Regions from separate parts of the Sus scrofa genome. Here regions 2 and 3 are each linked to region 1. The links are chromatin contacts, called in public Hi-C and HiChIP or PLAC-seq maps. All regions are on one chromosome and are shown on one strand. The core of a region is the stretch at or near the end of the contact, and the rest is flanking DNA. Distances in the headings are between cores, read along the strand shown. Region 1 holds the start of KLF2 (Kruppel like factor 2). Region 2 overlaps EPS15L1 (epidermal growth factor receptor substrate 15-like 1). Region 3 has its middle 46 kb from the start of KLF2.

What was found. A called contact is a pair of places that touch in the nucleus more often than the background predicts. HiChIP or PLAC-seq counts read pairs in DNA pulled down with a chosen protein or histone mark.
Region 2: an H3K27ac HiChIP or PLAC-seq map of skeletal muscle shows a contact between it and region 1. The contact joins the enhancer-like site here to the promoter of KLF2 in region 1. A contact is called at or near these places in 14 of 47 Hi-C or Micro-C datasets (alveolar macrophages, blood, fetal heart ventricle and 4 more) and 1 of 2 datasets of contacts at active chromatin or transcription factors (skeletal muscle).
Region 3: a contact with region 1 is called in a Hi-C map of skeletal muscle, with 1.9 times the contacts expected there. The contact joins the enhancer-like site here to the promoter of KLF2 in region 1. A contact is called at or near these places in 5 of 47 Hi-C or Micro-C datasets (blood, embryonic fibroblasts, liver and 2 more) and 1 of 2 datasets of contacts at active chromatin or transcription factors (skeletal muscle).

What each region holds. Positions count from the first base shown.
Region 1 is chr2:61,270,428-61,274,947 of Sscrofa11.1, reverse strand. It overlaps KLF2 (Kruppel like factor 2), which reads left to right and starts at 1,911. Exons shown (of 3, transcript NM_001134351.2): 1 at 1,911-2,079; 2 at 2,265-3,087; 3 at 3,587-4,215. The coding sequence starts at 2,005. The coding sequence ends at 3,762.
Region 2 is chr2:61,215,761-61,220,280 of Sscrofa11.1, reverse strand. EPS15L1 (epidermal growth factor receptor substrate 15-like 1) reads right to left here. Exons shown (of 23, transcript XR_002341604.1): 21 at 4,211-4,293. Among named protein-coding and RNA genes, the nearest start is that of KLF2, 55 kb to the left of the region's middle. Within about 2 kb of position 2,515, at least 34 of the 83 cell types and tissues checked have an H3K27ac peak or open chromatin away from gene starts, as enhancers often do. A contact at or near this core is called in omental adipose tissue, retroperitoneal adipose tissue, skeletal muscle and 1 more, where this site is marked.
Region 3 is chr2:61,316,583-61,321,102 of Sscrofa11.1, reverse strand. No RefSeq gene overlaps it. Among named protein-coding and RNA genes, the nearest start is that of KLF2, 46 kb to the right of the region's middle. Within about 2 kb of position 1,927, at least 21 of the 83 cell types and tissues checked have an H3K27ac peak or open chromatin away from gene starts, as enhancers often do. A contact at or near this core is called in embryonic fibroblasts and skeletal muscle, where this site is marked.

The sequences.
Region 1 (4,520 bases), core at 662-3,161:
GCTCATCTAAGCAGCTCTCAGGGTGTCATCAACACTTCCACAAAAGAGAAAGAGCCCGCATGACCCTCACAATATCCCTTTGGGGGTAAGGTATTTTTGTAATCTGCATTTCTCAGATGAGGAAGCGAGTCCAGAGAGGCAAAGCCACTTGCTCAAGGTCACACAGCGAGGGGTCAGGAGCTGAGGCTGACTCAACCATCACCCTACTGTGATGGTTGGAGGCATGGTGGAGCTCAACCTGAAGTCTCCAGCAGCCTGGGAAAGCTGCAGAGGGGATCCCTGCACCATCACCCTCTGACACACAACTGTTCCTGGGACTGAATGCAGCACCTCTGGATGCCCCACACCTGGCAAATAGGGCTTATCAACAAGTGTTTGCTAAATTCACAATCTAATGAATCACGATGAGATAGCGCACTTCTGAGGTTCCTTCCAGCTGAGAGGGTCCAGGATCGTGGACCCCAAAGGGGTGTCTTGGTGCCTGTGTGATGCCAAGGTGACCTCTTGCAGTGGCTCTGTGCTGTGGGGGTCCAGCTGCTGTCAGGGACAAAACCCTGCTGTCCCCAGGCCAGGAGCTGCCTGCACCCCTCACCACCTGGCCATGGACCCTCTGGGCCTGAATTCTGGAATCAAGGTTCTGGAATCAAGAGACCAAGGCTGGGTGCTGGTTCCAGGTTACACCATGAGATGCTCTCCCTCTGAAACCCACTTGGCTCTCCTCTTCCCTAGGTCTTGACTCACACATCTCCTGGGTGAGGTTCAAAATTCCACCATTCTCTCTTCCCCCTCATTACCCATCTCCCTCTGCTGCTTTATTTTTCCAAAAGGCCCCTTTCCCCAATAAACTTGTGTATTTTACATCTCTGCCATCCCCCCACCCTCAACTGTGAAAATCCCAAGGCAGGGGGATTTGTCTGACTGTCGGCAAATGTGTTCCCAGTGCCCACACAGGGTCAGGACACAGGAACAACAGGAGTGCCAGTCCCTTGCTAGCAGGCAGCCCCCACCCCACCCCCGCCAGCCTGACCCACCCACCCATCCCCGTTTGTTCGTGGTGTGTGGGAGGGGATGGGGGGATTGTTTAAGATGCTCATAGGGGAGGCTTGTTCCCTGTGGTCCCTCTGGTGCTGGATCTGTGTTGTGAGATTTGAAGTCGAGTCAATAAAGCACCAGGCCTGATGGCAGATACAGAACCTCAAGCCTCTGCCAGCGCCTCCTGAGCCTCAGTTTCCCCGCTCTGAAGGGCCTCCTCAAGGGAGAGTGTCTCAAAGACTTAACATTTCTTGCTGTCATCATGCAAGGTTTTTGACTGAATGGTGGGTGTAACAGTGGATCAGGCTTAGTGGGTCCCCAGAAAATGAGAAGCAGAGTCTCCATCCACCATGGGTCCGGGGACTCCCACCCTGAATTCTCGGGACTCAGTCTTCCTCTCCATCTAGGATTCTGGGGGCCCTTCTGTGGCTGAGGGGTCCAACTCCCCATCCAGAAGGGTTCCCGCGAGGCCCCGGGCCCCTGGGTTCCGCTCAAAGTCCCGGGTCCCGGATGCCGCCCCCGCTCCAGGTCCTCCCTGTCCTTGCGCAGGCGGGAGCCCACGGGGCGCCCCGGGGATCCCTGAGCGTCACGCTGCTGTTGTGGAGTGTGTGTTGACGCCGTCGCCGAGGAGACGGGCGGGGGCGGGACTGGGCTGGGGGCGCGGCCTGGCGGCGCACGAGGGGCCGGACCAGCGGCGCAGGGCCCTGGCGGCCTCAGTGGCCACGGCCGCCGCCGCCCGCCGGCTTATATACCGCGGCTAAATTTAGGCTGCGCCCGGAGCTCGTCCCCATCCGGGACGCGTTTCCGCCGCCGCCGCCGAGGCCCGGCCCCCGCGCGCGCCGCTCCTATAAGGCTTGGGCGGGCCCGGCCGCGGCCCGCAGAGCCGTCCCCGCCCGCCCGCGCCCCGACCAGCCCGGCTCCGGGCAGCCACTCACCGGTGTCCCGAATTTGCGTCGACCCCGGGTCCCAGCCATGGCGCTGAGCGAGCCCATCCTGCCGTCCTTCTCCACTTTCGCCAGCCCGTGCCGGGAGCGCGGCCTGCAGGAGGTGAGGGCGGCAGGGATTGGGACGGCGGGGGCAGCTGGCTCAGGGTAGTAGAACGTGGGCTGCGGGGTAGTAGAACGCAGGCGGCCGGGACAGCGGGCTCGGGGTAGTAGAACCTAAGTAGCGGGCAGCGATCCCCCGCCCCACCGCGCGCTCACGCCTGCACCCTATCGCCCTGTCACCCGCAGCGCTGGCCGCGCGCAGAGCCTGAGACAGGCGGCACCGACGACGACCTCAACAGCGTGCTGGACTTCATCCTGTCCATGGGGCTGGACGGCCTGGGCGCGGAGGCCGCCCCGGAGCCGCCGCCCCCGCCCCCGCCGCCTGCGTTCTACTACCCGGAGCCCGGCGCACCGCCGCCCTACGGTGCCCCCTCGGGTGGCTTGGTGTCGGAGTTGCTACGGCCAGAGCTGGACGTGCCGCCGGGGCCCGCGCTGCACGGTCGCTTTCTGCTAGCGCCGCCGGGCCGCCTGGTTAAGGCCGAGCCCCCCGAGGCAGACGGCGGCGGCGGCTACGGCTGCGCGCCCGGCATAGCCCGCGGGCCACGGGGCCTCAAGCGCGAGGGCGCCCCGGGACCAGCAGCCGCGTGTATGCGAGGCCCTGGGGGTCGCCCCCCGCCACCGCCCGACACGCCACCGCTCAGCCCCGACGGCCCCGCGCGCCTGCCTGCGCCCGGCCCGCGCGCGCCCTTCCCGCCGCCTTTCGGCAGCCCGGGCTTTGGCGCGCCCGGGCCGGGCATACATTACGCGCCGCCCGCGCCCGCCGCCTTCGGTATCTTTGACGACCCGGCCGCTGCCGCCGCAGCAGCAGCGCTGGGCTTGGCGCCGCCCGCCTCCCGAGGTCTCCTCACGCCGCCGGCGTCTCCGCTGGAGCTACTAGAGGCCAAGCCCAAGCGCGGCCGCCGCTCCTGGCCGCGCAAGCGCACCGCCACGCATACCTGCAGCTACGCGGGCTGCGGCAAGACCTACACAAAGAGCTCGCACCTCAAGGCGCACCTGCGCACGCATACAGGTGGGTGGCTAGCGCAGGCTGGGAATCTCGGGTGGGGGCGCTGAGGGGAGGACTCACTAAGGAAGCCTGCAGAGGGCGTTGCCCAGCGGTTGGGGAGGGGGCACAGTCTTAGAAAGCCCCCCTGGGGGTGTGGCTCCGGAGCCTGGGGAGGGGGCGCGCGCTTAGGACACTCCTGGGAGCTTGACTCAGGACTTTGGGCAAGGATGCAAGCTTAGGAAACCTAGGGGGATGTTGTGTCCCAGACTGTTCAGGAGAAAGTGCATGCTTTGGATCCCGCTAGAGGCGTGACTGAAAACACTGGCGAGCGGGCCGTGTTGAGGATCAGTAGATAGATGCCTAGGATCTCTAGAGGTTCAACACGTAGCCGGGGGGTGAGGAGCACGTCAGAGAGGCGTGGGGTTAGGGGTAGGTTGATCGCTCCCGCCGCCACTGATCTGGGTGAGTGCCTAAGCCACAGGCTAGAGGGAAACTGAGACCCGTTCTCTTCCGCTCCCTGCAGGCGAGAAGCCCTACCACTGCAACTGGGACGGCTGCGGCTGGAAGTTTGCGCGATCCGACGAACTCACGCGCCACTACCGCAAACACACAGGCCACCGGCCATTCCAATGCCATCTGTGCGACCGTGCCTTCTCACGCTCTGACCACCTGGCGCTGCACATGAAGCGGCACATGTAGCCTGAACACCCCCACCCCGCCCACCCGCGCGCGGCCGTGGCGGGTCCCACGCGCCGGGCACGGCCCCCTTCCAAACTGTGACTGGTATTTATTGGGCCCAGAGGACCGGGCCGGGCACAGCGTGGCCACCAAACGACGCTGCCCGGACCCCATCAGAGACTGAAGGGCCCGGTGGGAGAAGACCACGATCCTCCTTGACGAATTTTGTTTTCAAAATGGTGCAATAATTAAGTGTCGTCTTCCCTCCCCCAGCCCACCGGGTCTACACTAGAGGATCGAGGCTTGATGCCTTGTGAAAAATACAGCCTTAATTTGTACTGTGCAACATTTTTTATAATATTGTACATAGTGACTGTGACAGATATTGTATTTACTGTAAATAGGAAGACAGGTGGGCATTTTGACTGCCTGGTTTGTTTTTATAAGATTTTGCTGTTTTTTTTTTTAATTAAAAAAAATTTTGCATCTTTTGAAAATAATCACAGCACTGGTCTGGCTGCTTGGAAGCTGGAGGTTTGGAACACTTGGGAGGGGCTGGTGGTGGGGGAGAGGAGGACAGGCAGCTTTGATGGAGAGCAGCCTGGCAGAGGCAGGGTGAAGTGGGTCCTGCCCTGGCCAGCATCTGGGGTTGCCAGCTGCAGCCCCCAGCTGCCAGGAACCTGTGGGTTTTTCTATAAATTGAAACACTGCATTTTAAGACTGAGGGAGAGTTATTTTAAGGTTGTTCCCTGAGCCATAAATTGCCTCCTTTTCTCCAG
Region 2 (4,520 bases), core at 1,266-3,765, 55 kb after region 1:
GGAAGACCCATTTGCCTACCAAGACCACCTTAGCCTGGGCAAGAAGGGCTGCCAGGGCTGTGGCACAGCAAAGAAGGTAGTACTCCCCTGCATGATGGCTACTCCCCTCTCCCAGGCTTTGAGACATTTGTCCTTTTCGGCACTAAAGTCAGGGAGGCTCTGCAAGACCTGTGGCTTGAGTTTCTAGAACGTGTTCTGCAGAGCATGGGGGTCAGGGTAGGATCTGGAGGCCCTGCTACCAGCTCCATGCTTCCATTTCCTTGTCCGTGAAATGACAATAATGACAGGCTCACGGGGCTACGGCAGGACAGAAAAAGGTAATGTGTAAATCGCTCCACCCAGCATTTCAGAGGACATCAGCATAAAGGCAGCATGGTATCATCAAGCCAAGGGTGTGGACCTGACTAGAACATCTCTTGGATGTCCATGCATCTGCATGCCCCCCATCGCCCAGCAACGCTTTCCTTCTACCACTTCCTGTCATCCAGACAGGGCCAGCAGGAGAACCAAGGTGCAGTGACGACCTGTAGTTTAGTTCGGCTCTAAAACGCGTGAGTGCAGTTTGGGAAAGAGGACAGACTGAGGGCTAAGGAGACAGAAGGGAGGGGGAACACTAGTATCTCTGCTTCTGTCATGCACAGGGCACGCCCTGGGTCCAAGGCTTTCTCCACTCTCACCACAACCTGAGACAGGCAGGCAGGAATCAAAGCCAATTTTCTTGGTGGAGAGGTGGCGTGACCAGCCCCGGAAGGCCCCGCATAGACCCCAGTTCTTGTCCTGGATGCTGGGAATGCATGCCCTCTGGGGAAGGGGTACAGAGGGACACCTGGACTCCCCCTGAGTTTCGAGGTGCACGAGGCCTCATCCTCCCAGCTCATACACTGCACTCTGGAGCGTGAGCCGCAGTGATCTTCCTGGCTGGTTGGGGACACCGCAGGCCAAGCCAATTCTCCACCCCCTCTTCTGTCTGAACCCACTGCACCGGTGGGCCCACTCCAAGGTAAAAGGGTTTCAACCGTAAACGCCTGGTTCGCCCACAGCAGGGAATTATATCACTTCTAATACTGAAAAGCCTGCGTCATTTCCGAATCCCAACTTTCATGACTTTGAGTTTCCCAAGAAGCCTCCTTTGGGACCTGACTGGTTCCTACTCAGACAGTGGCTTCAGGGAAAGTCGCTATTTTTAGAAGGGTTTCAGTAAAGCCGGTAGGGGCTCTCTGGCCGAATAGAGTGAAGTGTGCTCACAAGAAAAAAAAAAAAAAAAAAAAAAAAGGGACAGAAAGCTACTATATGAAAAGCAGCTCTATAAAAGGTTCACAGTTTAAATAATTGGTTTAAAGCAAATGACTCTCAACCAAAAAAAAAATTGTCCTAAAGAGGAATGCACGCTTTTGAAAAACAACTGAAAATGGGCTGACAAATGGTCAAGTATTTCATAGGTGACCTTTTTTTTTTTAAGGGTGGGAGGAGTAAAATAATAAGTTAGAGTCTTATTTTTATTCTCAGATATCTATTTTGGGGAATGTGTTCTTAAAGGAAGGTAATGTAGGCTTGATACTGTCTAGAAAAATCTCCTCAGGTATGGGGGGACCTCAACTAAAAATGCAAGCCCAGAGAACCTCGAAGGAATCTCCTGGAGTCAGATTGCTGCCTGGCACTTTCCTTTAGCACTGCCAGGCAGCAGGAGGACACTCCATCTGAGGGGGAAGTTAAGAAAGAGCACCAGCGTGCATCACCAGCATGCACTGCCTCCCCAGCACACTCGGGTGGGAAAAAGATAGCCATGTTAAACACACACACACACACACACACACACACACACACACACAAAACCAAGCCAAAAAAACAAAAAAGAAACACCTTCTTGCCACTTTACTTTCATTTCCTTCAGCATTTTATTTATACACACGATGTTGTTCTTGAAAAACAGAAAGGGAACCAAAAGGGAAAAACAGAGACCTGGGGGTTAGGGCCCTGTATTCGTCTGGGCAAGTGGCATGAGAGCAGGAGCTGACGGGATCGTGGAAACAAAACAATGGAGTACCGGAGACAAACTTTCCACAGCCCTGTCCAGCTCTGTCCCACCCAGCGCCACCAACAGGAAGGTGCACTGGCTCTGAAGTCACAAGTGCACATTTGTGCAGCCTGCCGGGGGACAAGAGACCAAGGAGAGGGAAAATGGAATGAGAAGAGGGAAAATGCCACTTTAGGTCAGAAGGGGCAGAAAGAGGGAAGATCCAGGCTCTGGCGAGTCTGCAGCTACAGCAAACGCAGGCACTGCCTGGGGGAGGGAGGGGCAGCCGTTGCTGCCATCTGGGGCCCCACCACTCTGGTGGCCCCATCGCAGCCCCATGAGCCCGAATAGCCTCAACTCAGGTCCTTCTTGAAACAGGGGGCCTGGTTCATGCCCTCTGCTAGCTCTCCCTCACTCCCTCGGCCTCCGCGGTCAGCCTTGTGCAGGGAGCTGGCTCGAGAATACAACCGTGAGTGCCTTCCCTGGAAGCTGCTGCCACCGTGTGGCTGACAGATTCTGCAAACAAGGACAGAAGCCGAGGACACACAGCTCCATGCAGTGACGGGTAAATGAGGCAAATCTCAGGCCCTGGGTGCCTTTTGGCTGATCCCACATAGCATCCCAACCATCAGTGTCACAGTTTCCAAGTCAGGGCTGTAGACTCGTTCCCTCCGGGCACCAGAAGGAGAGAGGCCACAATCCCAGCACCTCTGGCTCCCTCCTGAGGCAGCCGATGGGCAAACAGATGCTCTGCCTCCCACCTGAAGCTAGATTTGCTACCGCCAGTTTATGTTCACATGCTTCTTTGAAAAGCTAAACAGAATCTCAGATGCTTCTTGGAAGCCACACACCACGATCGCACATTACTAACCACAAAGCTCAGTGCCCAGAGAGCTGTGCACCCCTCAGGCTGAGTGAACATGGAGGAAGCAGGCAGGGCACCTCCAGGAGCTGGCATGCGCGGGTCCAAGAGGCACAGGAGTCCCCACGGTGGGCGCCCACTGCCACCCACTCCAGGGGCTCCCTCCCCCGCCCCCTCGCCACCACTGGCTTGTGAGCCTTCCCCAGGTAGGGCGCAAGATCAGAGAACTGTATCTGCAGGGGGTCGTCCCAGTGCCCAAGCCCGGAGCAGGCAGGAAAGGCTGGTGGGTTCAACGATCGATCGCAAGGCTTTATGACTCCGGGGCCAAAGGCTGCATTGCCTGAGCTCTTTAACTGTGAGGGATCCCACCCTCACCTGCAAGGAGAGGAGCAAACGCAGGTGCCAGCAACAGGGACTGGGACTCAGGCCAAGATGTGCACACCTAATGCCGCTTCCCTAATCCTTGTCAAAGAAACCAGACCCACAGTCAAAAATCAAGGGACATCAAAGGTTAGAACGAAGAACAGCAGGCCCTCGACCCTTTCTCACTCGCCAAGGCCAACATCTTCAACTTAGCAGTTTCCTATGGAATTAACCTCATAGGCTTCCACTCTTATTTCTTAATCTGTTCCTTTTGGACATTATCTATCGACTGACTTCCTGCTAAATTAAAGATCTAACTCTCTAACCACACACCCAAGCCCCTGCCAAATGAGCTCAACCACCACCTGTGGGGTTATATTCAGTCAGCTTATGTAACTCTGGCCGGGCAGACACCGTCCTGTCCAGCCAAGGGTGACTATGGTCCTTCCTGCACAGCTGACTTTTCACTTGCGCATTTATTCACCAAGCCTAGTCCTCACTTTCCACATCCTTCTCAGGTTCTGCCCACTGGCAGACCCAGACACATCTCCTGCCTTCTGGCCCATGGCCCACGGTTCCATCCTTAGCGGGCTGCACATCAGGGCTGGCCCTCTGGCTCAACACCTTCCCAAGTTTGTTCAGCCACAGAGACTTTATTCACTGAGGTCTGATGGCCGTCAGAAACAACAGGGAGCAGGGGGAGCCTGCGGCACTCATGCCTCAGGGAGGGACTCAGGGTTCTGGCAGTTCTGCCTAAGGACGGGAAATAGGTCCAGTTACAGTCACGGGCGCTTTCCAGACCCTGTCTGCTGAATCATGACCTCACATGAGAATGCATTTCAGAGTGTGACAGGTGCCAAGGAAATACATATGTGGCATTAAACAATTATGCCTGGCAGCCCACAACAAGACCACGACAAGAGGCACAAGGATAATGGGAGAGCACAGGGGCTCCATGGGAGGGGCTTTACCTTGGACATCTGGCTGAAGTCGGCAAAGCCCTCAGCACTATTGAAGGACCCACTTCCGAAGGGGTCTAAGGTTCCAAAGGGACCTGCAAGCAGCACCAGCAGAGGCAGAGTTACAGGGTGTCCACAGAACACACCTCCTGGAGTAAAGGGGAAATGTCACCTCTTTGTTCTCAATGGCCCCTAAAGCCGGAGACCCATGGAGGTCACATTTGTTGGCCAAGGTCGTGAATCTGGGTGCAGACCCCTCAAAAAGGCCTCCCCCATCTCCTGTCTATTCTGGGTCCTGACCTGGATCCTGGCCATGACAGCC
Region 3 (4,520 bases), core at 678-3,177, 46 kb before region 1:
ACCTCCCTCTCCCTGGACCCCATACCTCTGTTGATGTGGCAGAGACTCACCGCATCCCAGGCCCCACCCCCCTCCGTGCTGAGTCATATCAACCCAACGGAACCCTGAAGTTTTTCTTACAGGTGCTCTGATATGCCGTTATCTCCCCCACCTGCTCCCGGTCATTTCCTTTCCTTGAACCCCAGGGCAGATCTGAGTTGCTTTTTTTTTTTTTTTTTTTCTTAATGGCAATGAAATTCACAGAACATAACATTTACCATTTTAAAGTCAACAATTCAGGGGCATTAAATGCCATCACAAGGCTGTGCATCCATCATCTAATTTGTTCACCATCTAATTCCAGAACATTCTAATTAGTTCACCATCTAATTCCAGAACATTCTCATCACCCCCCAAAGAGACCCATCCCCATGAGCAGTCACTCCTCCATCTTCCTCCCGCAGCCCCTGGTAACCACTAAGGTGCTTTCTATCTCCACCGATTTGCCTGTTTTGGACATTTCGTATAGATGGGATCATACACTATGTGGCCTTTTGTGTCTGGCTTCTTTCAATCAGCGGGATGTTTTCAAGGTTCCTCCAGGAATTCCTGCTGTGGGACAGCAGGTTAAGTATATGACTGCAGCAGCTTGGGTCTCTGCAGAGGTGAGGATTTGATCCCTGGTCCAAGAACTCTCATGTGCCTCTAGTGTGGCCATTAAAAAAAAAAAAAAAAAAAGTAGTTCATCCACATGTAGCATGTGTTAGTGCTTCATTCCTTTTGTTTATTGGTTGGTTGGTTGGTTGGTTGGTCTTTTTAAGGCCATACTCAGCATATAGAGGTTTCCAGTCTAAGGGTCAAATCAGAGCTACAGCTGCCCATCTATGCCACAGCCACAGCCACAGCAACACCAGATCCGAGTCTTGTCTGCGACCTACACCACAACTCATGGCAACACCAGATCTTTAACTCACTGAAAGAGACCACGAATCAAACCTGCATCCTCATGGATACTAGTTGTGTTCTTAGCCCTCTGAGCCACAATGGGAACTCCAGTGTTTCATTCCTTTTCATGGCTGAATAATATTCCATTGTGTGGATGCACTGCATTTTGTTTATCCAATCATCCTTTGATGGACTTTGTGCTCTCTTCATCTTTTGGCGATTGTGACCAGTGCTGCTGTGAACATGCATGTACACATTTTTATTTGAACACCTGTTTTTCAATTCTTTGGGGATATATTCCTAGGACTGGAATTGCTGGATCATAGGGTAATTCTCTGTTTAATGTTTTGAGGAACCACCAAGCTTCAATGACTACACCATATTACCTTCCCACCATGAGGGCCTCCACTATATTAACACGGTGACTCTCACCTAACTGGGACACAAGTTCAAATCTTGCCTCAACCGCTATGACCACATGAACCTTTTCCTTCCCATCATGCAGCCCGCTTGATCTCCTAGAAATACCCAGCTCTCCTTCCAGGAATAACCCATCTCATCCTAGCCAATGGACCTTTCCATCCCAGAATCCTCTTTTCCTCAGGCTTGGGACTGGGGGGATTTGGAGCACCAGGGACAGCCCCTCCAGGTAGGAAAATCCCTGTGGACAACGCAGACCCGAGATCCACTTGGGAGAAGCAGAGAACACAGAGAAGACTTGGTGGTTACTGGGGGCTCCTGAACCAGGGAGATTTTAAATCTGTTTTTGCACAGGCATAGTCACATAGACCTTAAAACAGGAATAAAAAAGAACCTGTGTTTAGAGCCGAAAGCCGAGCGTCTAGGCAGCTGGCAGCGTTTAGCCTGGCACAGACCCTCGGAGGCAAGTGTGCGGTTACGGTTGTGTTCAAAAATACGGCTTCGAAGCAGCAAGCTTGGGTCTGGGCTGCACGCCCTGTAATTCTCTTTCCAAATAAAAGGCAGAACTATTCCTGGCTCGGCTTGGGCTCTTCTGCGGTTGCTGGGGCTCCAAGGAGGCTGGCCTGGAATGTCAGGCATGGCCCCGGCCTTTGCTGCCTGGGAGTTTACATGTCGAGTCTGTCATTGTAAGACTTTTTAATTAAAATGTTATTCCCGTGGGGGCCATCCGAGGATGCCTGGGCCCAGGACCCCTTCAATGGGAGACCCATGGGCTTGCGGCTAAGCATAGGGAGTGTGTGATGTTTGGCAACTGGAGTCGGTTTTGAGCTATTCCTAGAGGGGACTAAAAAAAAAACAAAACCAAACATCATTTGATGTTTGCCAAATATAGCATTTTGCGTTTCTATAGGCAAAGCCTTGGTTTTAAAAAAAAATAGTGTATTTGGTCAGCCATAAAAAACTATGAAAGGGAGGAGCAGGGGGTGGGAAGGACTGGGAGACTGGGGTTAGTAGATGCGAACTATTACATTTAGCATGGATAAGCAATGAGGTCCTGCTGTACAGCACAGGGAACTAATCCAATCACCTGTGATAGAACAAGATAGAAGATAATAGGAGAAAAAGAATGTATATTTATGTATGACTGGGTCACTTTTCTGCACAGCAGAAATTGACAGAACTTTGTAATCAATTACAATAAAACATTTTTTAAAACGAAATAAAAGTTTACTGGTCATGAAAAAAAAGAATGAAGCACTGACTCACACTATAACATGGATGAACCTCGAAATTGCTGCGATGAGTGAAAAAAAAAAGCCAGACATGAAAGGCCACATTGTGTCTGATCCCTTCTATATGGAATGCCCAGAACAGGTAAATCCATTGAGACAGGAAACTGACTGGCAGATGCCAGGGGTGGAGGAGGGGAGTGAGGAGGGACAGTTAATGGAGACAGGGTTTCTTGGCCCTCAGGCCTGGAAGCACCTCAGTGCACGGCACCAGGGCTGCCACCTTCCACTTCTGCAAAAAGAAGTGAAAATTGCTCTCATGAGGGGCAACTCAGGAAAACAGACAGAGAGATGGACATGAGCTCGCCAATGTGGGGGAGGGGTGGAGAAGGGGCAGCTCGGACCCCTGCCCAGGCCTGCACCCTATGCCTCACCCAGGCATCCCCCCTTAAGCAGCCCTTGGAGAAAGACCCCTGTCCTGGTCCCCTGGTTGCATCTGTGGATGCTTCCACCACATGGATTCTTGTCACCGCAAACCCTAGGTCTGAAGCTGGGGAGCTGCTTTCAAAACTCCTGGTGCCCAACTCTTGCCCAAGGATCTAACTTAACTGGGCTTGGTGAGGCCAGGACCCAAGGCTCTGTTTTGTGGCTTTGCCACATTTTATTTTGAAGCATGTGAAACCTCTAGAAAAGTTGCTAGAATAATACATACCCTGCACCTAGAACCACAAACTGCTAATAATTTATCACATTTCCTCCTCTCTTTATATGTACATATAAAGTATATGCATGTATATATACTCATAGTATGGATAATATATGTACATATGTATATATACTTACAGTATGGATACTATATGTATATATATATAAATTGATACAAATGGTATAAAATGTGTGTGTGTGTGTGTATTTTTTTTTTTTTTTTACAGCTCCGCCTGTGGCATATGGACATTTCTGGGCCAGGGGTCAAATCGGAGCTGCTGTTGTGACCTATGCCACAGCCATGGATCTCATGCCAGATCCTTAACCCACTGAGCGAGGCCAAGATTGAACCCCCATCCTCACAGATACAACATCAGGTCCTTAATCGGCTGAGCCACAGTGGGAACTTCTTGGCCACCTTCTTTTTTTTTTTTTTTTTTATACACTAAATTCTTTATTTTTTTCCATTAAAAACTAACATCCCCAGGTCATTCTGATGTGAAAAAGACAATATCTGGCTTTTTTTTTCTTGTTTTATTATTTAATTTTTTTCCACTGTACAGCATGGGGACTAAGTTCCTCTTACATGTATACATTTTTCCCCCACCCTTTGTTCTGTTGCAGTATGAGTATCTAGACATAGTTCTCAATGGTACTCAGCAGGATCTCCTTGTAAATCTATTCTAAGTTGTATCTGATAACCCCAAGCTCCTGATCCCTCCCACTCCCTCCCTCTCCCCCCGGGCAGCCACAAGTCTATTCTCCAAGTCCATGATTTTCTTTTTTGTGGAAAGTTTCGTTTGTGCTGTATATTAGAGTCTAGTTATAAGTGATATCACATGGTATTTGTCTTTGTCTTTCTGGCTCATTTCACTCAGTATCAGAGTCTCTAGTTCCATCCATGTTGCTGCAAATGGCATTATGTCATTCTTTTTTATGGCTGAGTAGTATTCGATTGTGTGTATATATCACATCTTCCTAATCCAATCATCTGTTGATGGACATTTGGGTTGTTTCCATGTCCTGGCTATTGTGAATAGTGCTGCAATGAACATGCATGTGCATGTGTCTCTTTTAAGTAGAGTTTTGTCTGGATATATGCCCAAGAGTGGGATTGTGGGGTCATATGGAAGTTCTATATGTAGATTTCTAAGATATCTCCAAACTTTCTCCATAGTGGCTGTACCAGTTTACATTCCCACCAACAGTGCAAGAGGGTTCCCTTTCCTCCACAACCCCTCC